Linked DNA regions of Sus scrofa: region 1 is linked to region 2. A link is a contact called in public Hi-C data. All regions are on one chromosome and are shown on one strand. The core of a region is the stretch at or near the end of the contact, and the rest is flanking DNA. Distances in the headings are between cores, read along the strand shown.

The links. A called contact is a pair of places that touch in the nucleus more often than the background predicts.
Region 1: a contact with region 2 is called in a Hi-C map of heart right ventricle, with 2.6 times the contacts expected there. The contact joins the promoter of CTNNB1 here to the enhancer-like site in region 2. A contact is called at or near these places in 5 of 47 Hi-C or Micro-C datasets (embryonic fibroblasts, fetal heart ventricle, fibroblasts and 2 more) and 1 of 2 datasets of contacts at active chromatin or transcription factors (alveolar macrophages).

Annotation. Positions count from the first base shown.
Region 1 is chr13:25,161,406-25,165,949 of Sscrofa11.1, reverse strand. It overlaps CTNNB1 (catenin beta 1), which reads right to left and starts at 1,655. Exons shown (of 16, transcript NM_214367.1): 1 at 1,508-1,655. LOC106505576 (basic proline-rich protein-like) reads left to right here. Exons shown (of 4, transcript XM_021069211.1): 2 at 1,063-1,483; 3 at 3,876-3,977; 4 at 4,074-4,544. The coding sequence ends at 4,103.
Region 2 is chr13:25,067,721-25,072,515 of Sscrofa11.1, reverse strand. No RefSeq gene overlaps it. Among named protein-coding and RNA genes, the nearest start is that of CTNNB1, 94 kb to the left of the region's middle. Within about 2 kb of position 2,820, at least 14 of the 83 cell types and tissues checked have an H3K27ac peak or open chromatin away from gene starts, as enhancers often do. A contact at or near this core is called in embryonic fibroblasts, where this site is marked.

The DNA.
Region 1 (4,544 bases), core at 406-2,905, 95 kb before region 2:
TTATGGTAAATAATATTTCAAGCTATGTCCAACATTTCTGAAGACAAGTTAAGGTGAAGATAGCTGAAGGTACTGAATGCACACCAAGGGACAATAACGAAATGGCTTCCTAAGTTCCAGACAAAATACTTTATAACTCAGCGATCTGAAAAACATCAGTCCAGACTTTATCAAAGGCTAGCCGTCGCTTCAAGTTGCTGTCTAGTCTAAGCCACCACTATTCACGACACAAAGCTCTCGTTTCACTAAAACCACTCCTCGATTTCCTTTTGCGGACCTCTGCATACCAGCAGGCCAGTCTCCTCATTCACCACTCACAAACTCGGGGGGGAGGGGAGACCACAGATGTCTGGAAGATACAAAGTAGGAGACAATGCTCCCTCCAACAGGGAACTGAAAACGAAGGAATCAACTACACCCAACTGCCAAAGCTTTCAAGTTTAGCGGATCCAGTAGCGGGCTTTGAGAACTGAACTTCGAAACTGCATTCCAAGTCCTCGCCCCAGACAAAACACGGAACGAAGTTGCAACGCTTGAATTTCCTTCGGGCAATTTCGTAGCGAGGGAAAAATTCATCTCGCTGGAAAGTGCTCTCAAAATCAAGTTTAGCTGGCATGAAATTATCTAAATAAAGAATTTCCACGAACAAAATTCTCGAAGCAGTCAGAGGCTGAGTCCGGCGGGTCACTTGGTAAGAGACAGTAAGCCAGTCGCCCTCGCCCTTATTTTTCCCAGGACCTTCCTTGCACACTGCTTTCACTCACCTGCACCGTACAAGAAAATAAAGGTGCTAGATATGGATTTTATTTGTGCAACTCCTCCTGGAGCATCGCTCCGTCTGCAATAATAGTTTGGATCCTCTACGGTTTAAAGTTGCTCCGATTTAAACAGGAGCCAAAACCAAACACACCAGCAGAGCATTAAAATAATACTAACGATTCTCTTAATTCGTCCTTAAGCACGAAAGAGGGACTCTGAAGAGAAAGTCTACTGGTCCTCTCCTCATGGCAGATGGGACCTCGGGTCCCAGGCCCAGCGCCTGTACCCCAACTCCCCTTGAAGGCCCGGAAGGCGGAGTCCCCCGTCCCCACCCCGCCCCCCACCCCGGCCCCGGCGCATCCAGAGGCGCAGGGTCCCTCCCCCAAACTCGGCCGCGGCCGGAGCCCGGGACGGAAACCACAGACCCCCCTACTATCCCCCGCCAGACAACGGAGCTCCCGAACGCGCCCTCGCGGCGCCCCCTCCCCGCAAGCGGCAAACCCGGGGCCCCCAAAGAGCCGCGCGACCGGAACCCGGGCCCGGCCGCCGCCCTCCGCCCCTCGGGCCGGGCCCGCCCCCGCCGCCTCCCCGGCGCCCCCAGTCAGCCCCCAGCTCCCCACCCCGGCCCTCCGGGCTGCACCGGGCCCGGCTTCCAGCCGCCGCCGGGACCGCGCGCCCGCGACGAAGTTTGGCTCCGAAGAGGAGCGGGAGCAGCCCCGGAAGGGTAAGGAAAGGAGCACCCAAGCACCTCAGGGGAACAGGCTCCTCCCGCCGCGGGAGTCCGACCGTCCTCGGCCTGCGGTGGCGGCTCGGCGGAGACCGGAGCTGCTCCTCGGACCTTCCTCCGTCTCCGCCTCCCCTCGCTCTCAGCTCCCGGAGCCGGGTTAACGCGGCTGCCACAGACCGAGAGGCTTAAAATGGCGCCGCACAAGGAGCTCTTATAAGTCGCGCAGAATCCGCTGTATCCTGCCGCCAGCGGCGCAGCGCGGAGCGTTCCGCCGCGCGAGGACAAGGGGCGGGGCGCGGGCGGGCGGCGGAAAGTAGTCCCCGCTCCGCCGAGCCGCCCGCCTCGGGCTGGGGCGGGGCGCTTGCGAGCTCTTCGGGCGCTCCCGGGGGTTAGAGGCCGGCGGCTGCCGGGCCGCGCGGGACCGCAGGACAGATCCGCCAAGGCGCTGTCGGCCGAGATGGGGCGGCCAGGGCACCCGCGGGCCGGGATGGGCTGGGGGAGGGCGACCCCGAAATTCTCCACTATCGGGATCCCGAAGCCCCCCGGCTCTCACTCGTCCAGTGCCAAGAGAGCGGACGCTGGACTGGCCGCTTGCTGCCCGTGGGAGGCGGCACCCGGACCCCGGCCCTACGAGGCCGAGCGGCACAGGTCCCAGGAGGGCGGAAGTTCGGGACCGGGCCAACCGCAGTGCTGAGGTCGGGGCCCGCCCGCTCCCGGCGCTGCCGGGCGCTGCTGCTGCCCCTATGCAAGTCGAGGGACCCCGGCGCGATCGTGCTTTCGCCGTCTTTGCGGTCTGGGCCCCAAGCTCTCTGCAGGACTTGGCTCCTAGCCGAGCCGCACATTACCTCCACGGTCTGAATCGTAGATTCCGCATCCCTACCGGCTTGAATCTGGAAGTGAAGTACCGGGCCGAGCCTCCTGTTAACCCAATCCCAAAGACTGAACTCGTGTTAGAACGGGCGCCTAGCCCGCAATTCAACAAGTCCTTAGTCCCTACTGTGAACAAATGACTGATAGAAATGGACTAGCTCTAGAGCCCTGTCAACTAGGTTAATTCTTACAGATTTCAATTTTATCTGGTTCCACTTTACTAAGTATCAATAAATTTGTTGGGGGAGGATTTTTCCTCGGAGGAAGTTCATGTATAGATATTACTTAGTTGAGAAATCCAAGTTGTTGTTTATGGAAGGAGCTATCAGGCAGCTTCTAATTTTTAAAAACGAATTTTCTATTCTTAAAAACATTTTCTAATTCGTCCTAATAGGCTGAAGCTGGGTCTTCGTTTCCCTTCGAAATGTCTCCATTGTAATCCAGCAAGATTGGCATTTGTCAAAGATGAAAAAATTATGATCCATTCACTTTGTCTAGTCTATTGTATGCTTATTTTTCCTTCAAAACAATGAAGAGCATACAAAAAGCAACAGTGAAAGTTATCTTCAGGCTTTTATCCCTGTAATTAATGCATGCAAACAATAGGTCTTTATGCATAGGTACAGACAGGAAACCTATTTACTCATTCACTCATGGAGTAGGCTATATAGTTTTTAGGCATAGCTAATGCTAAACAGGGCCAACATGTTCCTGAAGTAATTCAATTTTCCCCCATCTTAAAGATATTTTACTACACACCGAGGTAATGTTAAACTGTTATCTATCACCATAGCATGGGCCCCTGCAGTGGAAAAAGTCTGCACACTAAGATGATGTTCCGTGAGATCCATTGTCTAGAATGACTTTCTCATTTGTGTCTTTGCTAGTAATTCTGTAGAATTAACTGTAGCGGATGGTTAAACCGAATGGTCATAATTTGAACAGACTGAACAGAAAAAGATACTTCATCAAAGCAGTGTTTTGAATATGAACTCAAAAGTGTAAACGGCATTTTTCCGGTACTGATCCCCAATATTAATGTTCATATAGAGTTAAAGAATATATATTTGATTTGATTAAAGTCATATATTTAAAATCAGATGACTAATAAATATTAATTTTTATAGATGTTTCCTTTTTCTATGTTCAGTTTTGTTTTTGTTTTGCTGAATAAGACACACCGTTAAAACTGGTTAAGAAATATTTGTACTATTAGAACATCTAAAGGATAAAAACTCTTCTATATTTACATTTCTCTATTGGATGCCAAAATAATTGAAGCATTTTTTCAATTTAGATATCTCAATCTAAATTTATAATTAATATTTAAAGTCTCTAGTCATACTTTAAGCAAACATGTTCATAAAGGAAATGAAAAATTTGCAATAGTGCAGCAAGCTATTTTTCCCTTCAAATTTGAAATATACTAAAGAATTACTGGGTGACTAGTTAAATTAAGACAAATTAGTTAAATTTAACAGATTGCTCAGAATTTTTATTTGCTTCTCCCCAAAACCAGAATTTGCTCCAATTGCCTCACCAAAAATATGAAATGAATAGCTTCGCTGCAATGAAGACAGATAGTAAACCAACAAGAAATACAAGCATTCCTGATGAGTTGGTAAAATAAGTGATTTTGTGAAAATGATTTTTAAGAATTGACTTTGGCCAATACATTTCATGAAAAAACACTTGGTTATCTTTTTTTACCTTCTAGATCCAGCCATTTGGGTTTGACATATATTAATCCATTTTGTGAAACTGCAGAAGACAAATGGTTCTAAATTTCAGGCTGTGTTCCTAGAAACCAAAAGTGTCTCCAGCTGGCTTAACAGTGAAAGCATTACTTGTCATGATATCAGACCATTGGCACATCATGCAGTTGCTCCATGGAACCTGAAGGTACTGCATCCCTTCACTAAAACATATGCTTTTGAACCACTTTTTAGCCAAAGAAATAAATGCCCAGATTGTTTCTTCACTTCCCACAGAAATATGAATCAAGCCCACGTTGCAAAGATGGCCTGTTCACTTTTGGGACAGTTAATTCTATCAAATCCACTAATTAAACATTTATTGAGCACTAAGACAATGAGCTTCCTTTAAAGAGAGAAATAGATGACTGGTTCCTTTTGATTAGGACTCTTAAATGAACATATAATTGTAACTGGTAATAAGCCCTACTTGA
Region 2 (4,795 bases), core at 1,571-4,070:
CCAGTGGCTATAGCTCCAATTAGACCCCTAGCCTGGGAATGTCCATATGCCATGGGAGCAGCCCTAAAAAAGGCAAAAAGACAAAAAAAAAAAAAAAAAAAAAAAAGTGAAATGTGGAGTTCCGGTTGTGGCTCAGCAGTTAATGAACCCAACTAGCATACATGAGGACCGGGGTTCGATCCCTGGCCTCGCTCAGTGGGTTAAGGATCCAATGTTGCTGTGAGCTGTGGTGTAGGCCGTAGACACAGCTTGGATCGTGCGTTGATGGCTGGTGGCTACAGCTCTGATTGGACCCCTAGCCTAGGAACCTCCATATGCTGCGGTGTGGCCCTAAAAAGACAAAAAGACAATTAAAAAAAAAGAAGAAGTGAAATGTCAACAGTGGCACCTCCTTAAAAGGAACTGATGAATTTGACTACTCAAGGTAACTCATGTAAGTAGAATTAGTTTTTAATAGTTATAGAGCTTCGGTGGGGGAAGATGAAAAGGTTCTGAAGTTGGATAGTGGCAACACTATGGTTGTACTTAATGCCACAGAAATATACACTTAACAATGGTGACAATGGAAGGTTTTGCGTTATGTATATTTAACCACAATTTAAAAAAGAAATTGGGGAGTTCCTGTCATAGCTCAGTGGTTAACGAATCCAACTAGGAACCATGAGGTTGCGGGTTTGATCCCTGGCCTTGCTCAGTGGGTTAAGGATCCGGCGTTGCCATGAGCTGTGGTGTAGGTCGCAGACGTGGCTCGGATCCCGCGTTGCTGTGGCTCTGGTGTAGGCCGGTGGCTACGGCCCCGATTCGACCCCTAGCCTGGGAACCTCCATATGCTGCGGGAAGCGGCCCTAGAAAAGGCAAAAAGACAAAAAAAAAAAAAAATTGGTGGTATGGTATTCATTTAAGCATATGGTAAGTGTTCAATAATGTTTTCTGATTGACTATTAACCTAAAGTTAATCTAGGTGTAACTATATTTTTTTTTTTTGGCCACACTCACAGCATGTAGAAGTTCTGGGGCCAGGAATCAAACCTGTACCACAGCAGTGACCCAAGACACAGCAGTGACAATGCTGGATTCTTAACCCACTGAGTCACCAAGGAATTCTTAGGTCTAACTATCTGCATGTTTTCTTCCAATAAGCTTGGCAATTGCCTCATCATCTTGTGTTGTTATCCTAAAAGAGAAGTGGACATTGCCTAGTCTTTACTCCAACATCTATCTTCACTTGAAGATAGGCCTCTCCCTCATGGAGAAGCAGCAATGAGGTTTGAGGCCTTGACCTTGACTCCAAGAGCAGACCTGATTGGGCTGGAAGTAATCCCACTGGTCTGGCCTGTGATCAGTTTAGGACTAGTGGGCCCATTTTGGATCAGTCAGACTTAAGAAGAAGGTGGCTGAAGGTTCTGTCAAAGCCTTTTTTTCTTTTTTTTGGAGCATAGTTGGCTTGCAGTGTTGTATTAGTTTCAGGTGTACAGCAAAGTGAATCTGTTCTTAGAGGAGGCAGATGACCAGGTGGCTCCTGATGGCCTTCGCAAGAACATAGGGGATCCAGGTCTAGGATGAAGAACACAGGGCAGAGAGGAGAGGCATGAAGAGCCTGGGTCCCTGATGGACTGCTGGATCCAAGCCTCCCACTTCTGATTTCCAGTCCGAATGTCAGTGGGGTTTCTTGTTTTGGTAGCCACTTTGAGCTGACTTTTCTGTCACCTGCAGCTGGGAGCAGGGCTGATCCCTGTGAAACTAAATAAACATAATCTTTAGTTCTTACCACTTACATGGGCCTTCCAACACTCCAGGAGGTCCTGACAAAGTGTTCCCATGTTTTTGTAAAATTTGCAAAGGCCAGGTATTTTAACCACAATCCATGAAACCACTGCCTCTTTCTGCTCCCTCTGTCACACCACCTTGGGGGTAGATGTTGTTGAGGCAGCCATGGGCAGTTCTGGGATCTGGTGAAAGGGTGTGGACAGCTATGGTTCAAGGTCACATTGTGGTTTGGCCAAGAATTCTCTTACCTCCCCTAGAGCTGACTCATTTTGTTTAATATCTTGCAATCCTCTCTGTGCACATATATGAAGTTAAGCCTATAGCCAAGGGCTTAGGAACCATGGGGTCTGCTAGACCCACGTTTAGGTCCTGGCTCTGCCCTCTGCGTGCTTTGGGGCCACATATATACTTCCCTAAGCATCACTTTTTTTCATCCATAACATGGGAAGCACCTCACAGAACCACTGTAAGGATAAAATTATGCAAAAATCTTGGCACATCTCAAGTGCTCAAATAGTGAGAGACATGAACTATTGGATCTTGTGAGCCTCTCTGACCTTTAAGAGGAGGACACAGTTTATTCAAAGCCTCATTCCATGGATTATAGAGAGTCAAAGTCTTTCTCCAGTTCCCAAGGGTCTTCTGTTTTTTTTGTTTGTTTGTTTGTTTGTTTTTTTCCCCAAGTATCAGTTAAGGAAAGGCCAGAAAGATGGTTGAAGCAACAGGGGACACATGTAGGTTAAGTGTGACAAGAGCGAGTGGTACGGACTGTGGCAATGTGGAGAGGATAGGCCCTGCCAGAGAGCAGCCAACTTCAGTTCCAGCCAAGTATTGGCAGGCAGTGGGGGCTGAGGGATGTCGGTCTTTTTAAGGAAAGCCAGAAAGGCATATTTTTCCCCTAAATTCTTAAGATTTTTAAGTCTTCGAGGAATTAAAAAAAAGGTAAACCCTGTATAGGCCAAACAAAACAGAAGCCAGGGCTGAATCTGGCACACCTCCCCAGTGCACTGCACTTGCTTTGAAGTCTGGAGGTCAGCCTGTGAGCTCCAAAAGCCAAGGTCACCTGGCCCCTGGCCCTGCTTTGTCCCCGAGTGTCTCCATCCATCCTCCTGACCCTTGCAAGGCATGGAAAAATACTTCTACGTGACGACAGCTGAAGATACAACGTGAAGAGCATCAAGGGTCAGAGAAACAAACAGGGAGATCAAAGTTTTTGCAACTCCCGCCCCTCATGCAGACATTCTGTTTCATTGGAAACCAAAAGTAAACTTGCTTAAGCTTAATTCATTTCCATTAAATTTCCTAAATATTACTGCATGCCAAGCACTAAGCTAGGCCTTGGGGATTTTTTTTTTTTTTTTTTTGGCATGCCTATATGCTTGGCACGGAGTTAGATGTTTTAACTACTTTGTCTCACAACAACATTCTGAGGTAGAAATGATCCTCTTCATTGTGGAGAAATAATGATTCAAGAGTGGTTAAGCTCAAACAGAGAGAACAGACCTGGTTGCCAAGGGGGTGAGGGGTGGAGGAGGGATGGACTGGGAGTTGGCAATTGGCAGACGTAAACAATTAGATAGAGAATGGATAAACAACAAGGTCCTACCATACAGCACAGGGAACTATATTCAATACCCTGTCATCAATCACTATGGAAAAAATACAAAAAAGAATGTAAATATATGTATAACTGAATCCCTTCACTCTACAGCAGAATGTAAACCAACATTGTAAATCAATTGTGCTCTAATAAAATAAATTAAAAAAAAAAAGAGTGGTGAAGTGACTCGCCTCCCCTCACTAGTCAGTGATATAGCAGCGTTCAAGCCCCAAGTGATCTGTGATCAGCATCTCCAGACTCCCTGTTGGCTTTGGGCTCCCACTCTTTTCTTAGATGCAAACAAGTGAAGTGTAAAACTTGCAGCGAATGTGCTAAGCATTCCAATGGAGGTGAGTGAACATACTGGGGGAGGACAGGAAAAGGGAGGGCCTCCCCCAGCAATCCTCAGACTGAAGAGTGTACAGGGATCCCCTAGAGCTTGTCAGACCTGGGTATTCTGAGTCAGAGGTCTGGGGTGGGGCTCCAGAGTCCACATTCCTAGAAAGTGCCCAGGTGACGTTCAGGCTGCTGCTCCCTTCACCACACCTTGAGAAGCAAGGCTCTATCCCACGACCTCAGATCCTTTAAGAAGAGCCACTTGATTGAAATGGTGACAAGGCAAGGATGTGGTTGGTTAGTGTGAATCCATCACTGTTTCTAGCAAAGCCACCCCCCCCCCCCGCCCGCCATCATCTGATATGTAGCTACTCAGGCTTGCCAACAACTTTGAGGCTACTATCCAATTTAATCCTTGGTAATCATTATACAGATTTTACAGATGGGGCTCAGGTCTCTTAATGATTCTAACAAATCCAGCATTCCTGATTTCAGACATGGGAAATGAACTTGAACTGTAGCAAGAAGGACTCAGTGCAATAAACAATGGCAGAAACACAGGCCCCAGACCTTGTGTGAAAGGGGTTAAAGAACTAAGTCCAGGAGTTCCTGTCGTGGTGTAGTTGAAACGAATCCAACTGGGAACCATGAGGTTGCAGGTTTGATCCCTGGCCTCAATCAGTGGGTTAAGGATCCAGTGTTGCCGTGAGCTGTGGTGTAGGTCGCAGACATGGCTCGGATCTGGTGTTGCTGTGACTGTGCTGCAGGCCTGTGGCTACAGCTCCAATTAGACCCCTGGCTTGAGAACCTCCATATGCTGTGGGTGCGGCCCTGAAAAGACAAAAACAAAAAACAAAAAACAAAACAAAACAAAACAAAAAAAGAACTAAGCCCAGAAAGAGTGACAGAGGGGTGAGAGGTGGGTGATTTGGGAAGCCTGGGTATGAGTGGCAGACTTCCATAAGTAGGACCTTGGCAGAGCTAGGCATGTTCCTGGTCTAGATTTCACCCATAAAGGTCCATGCCAGGAACCTCACTCTTCAGGCAGAGGAACTATTTGAGTCTGAGGTTTCTCCGGTGAAACCTACCAAA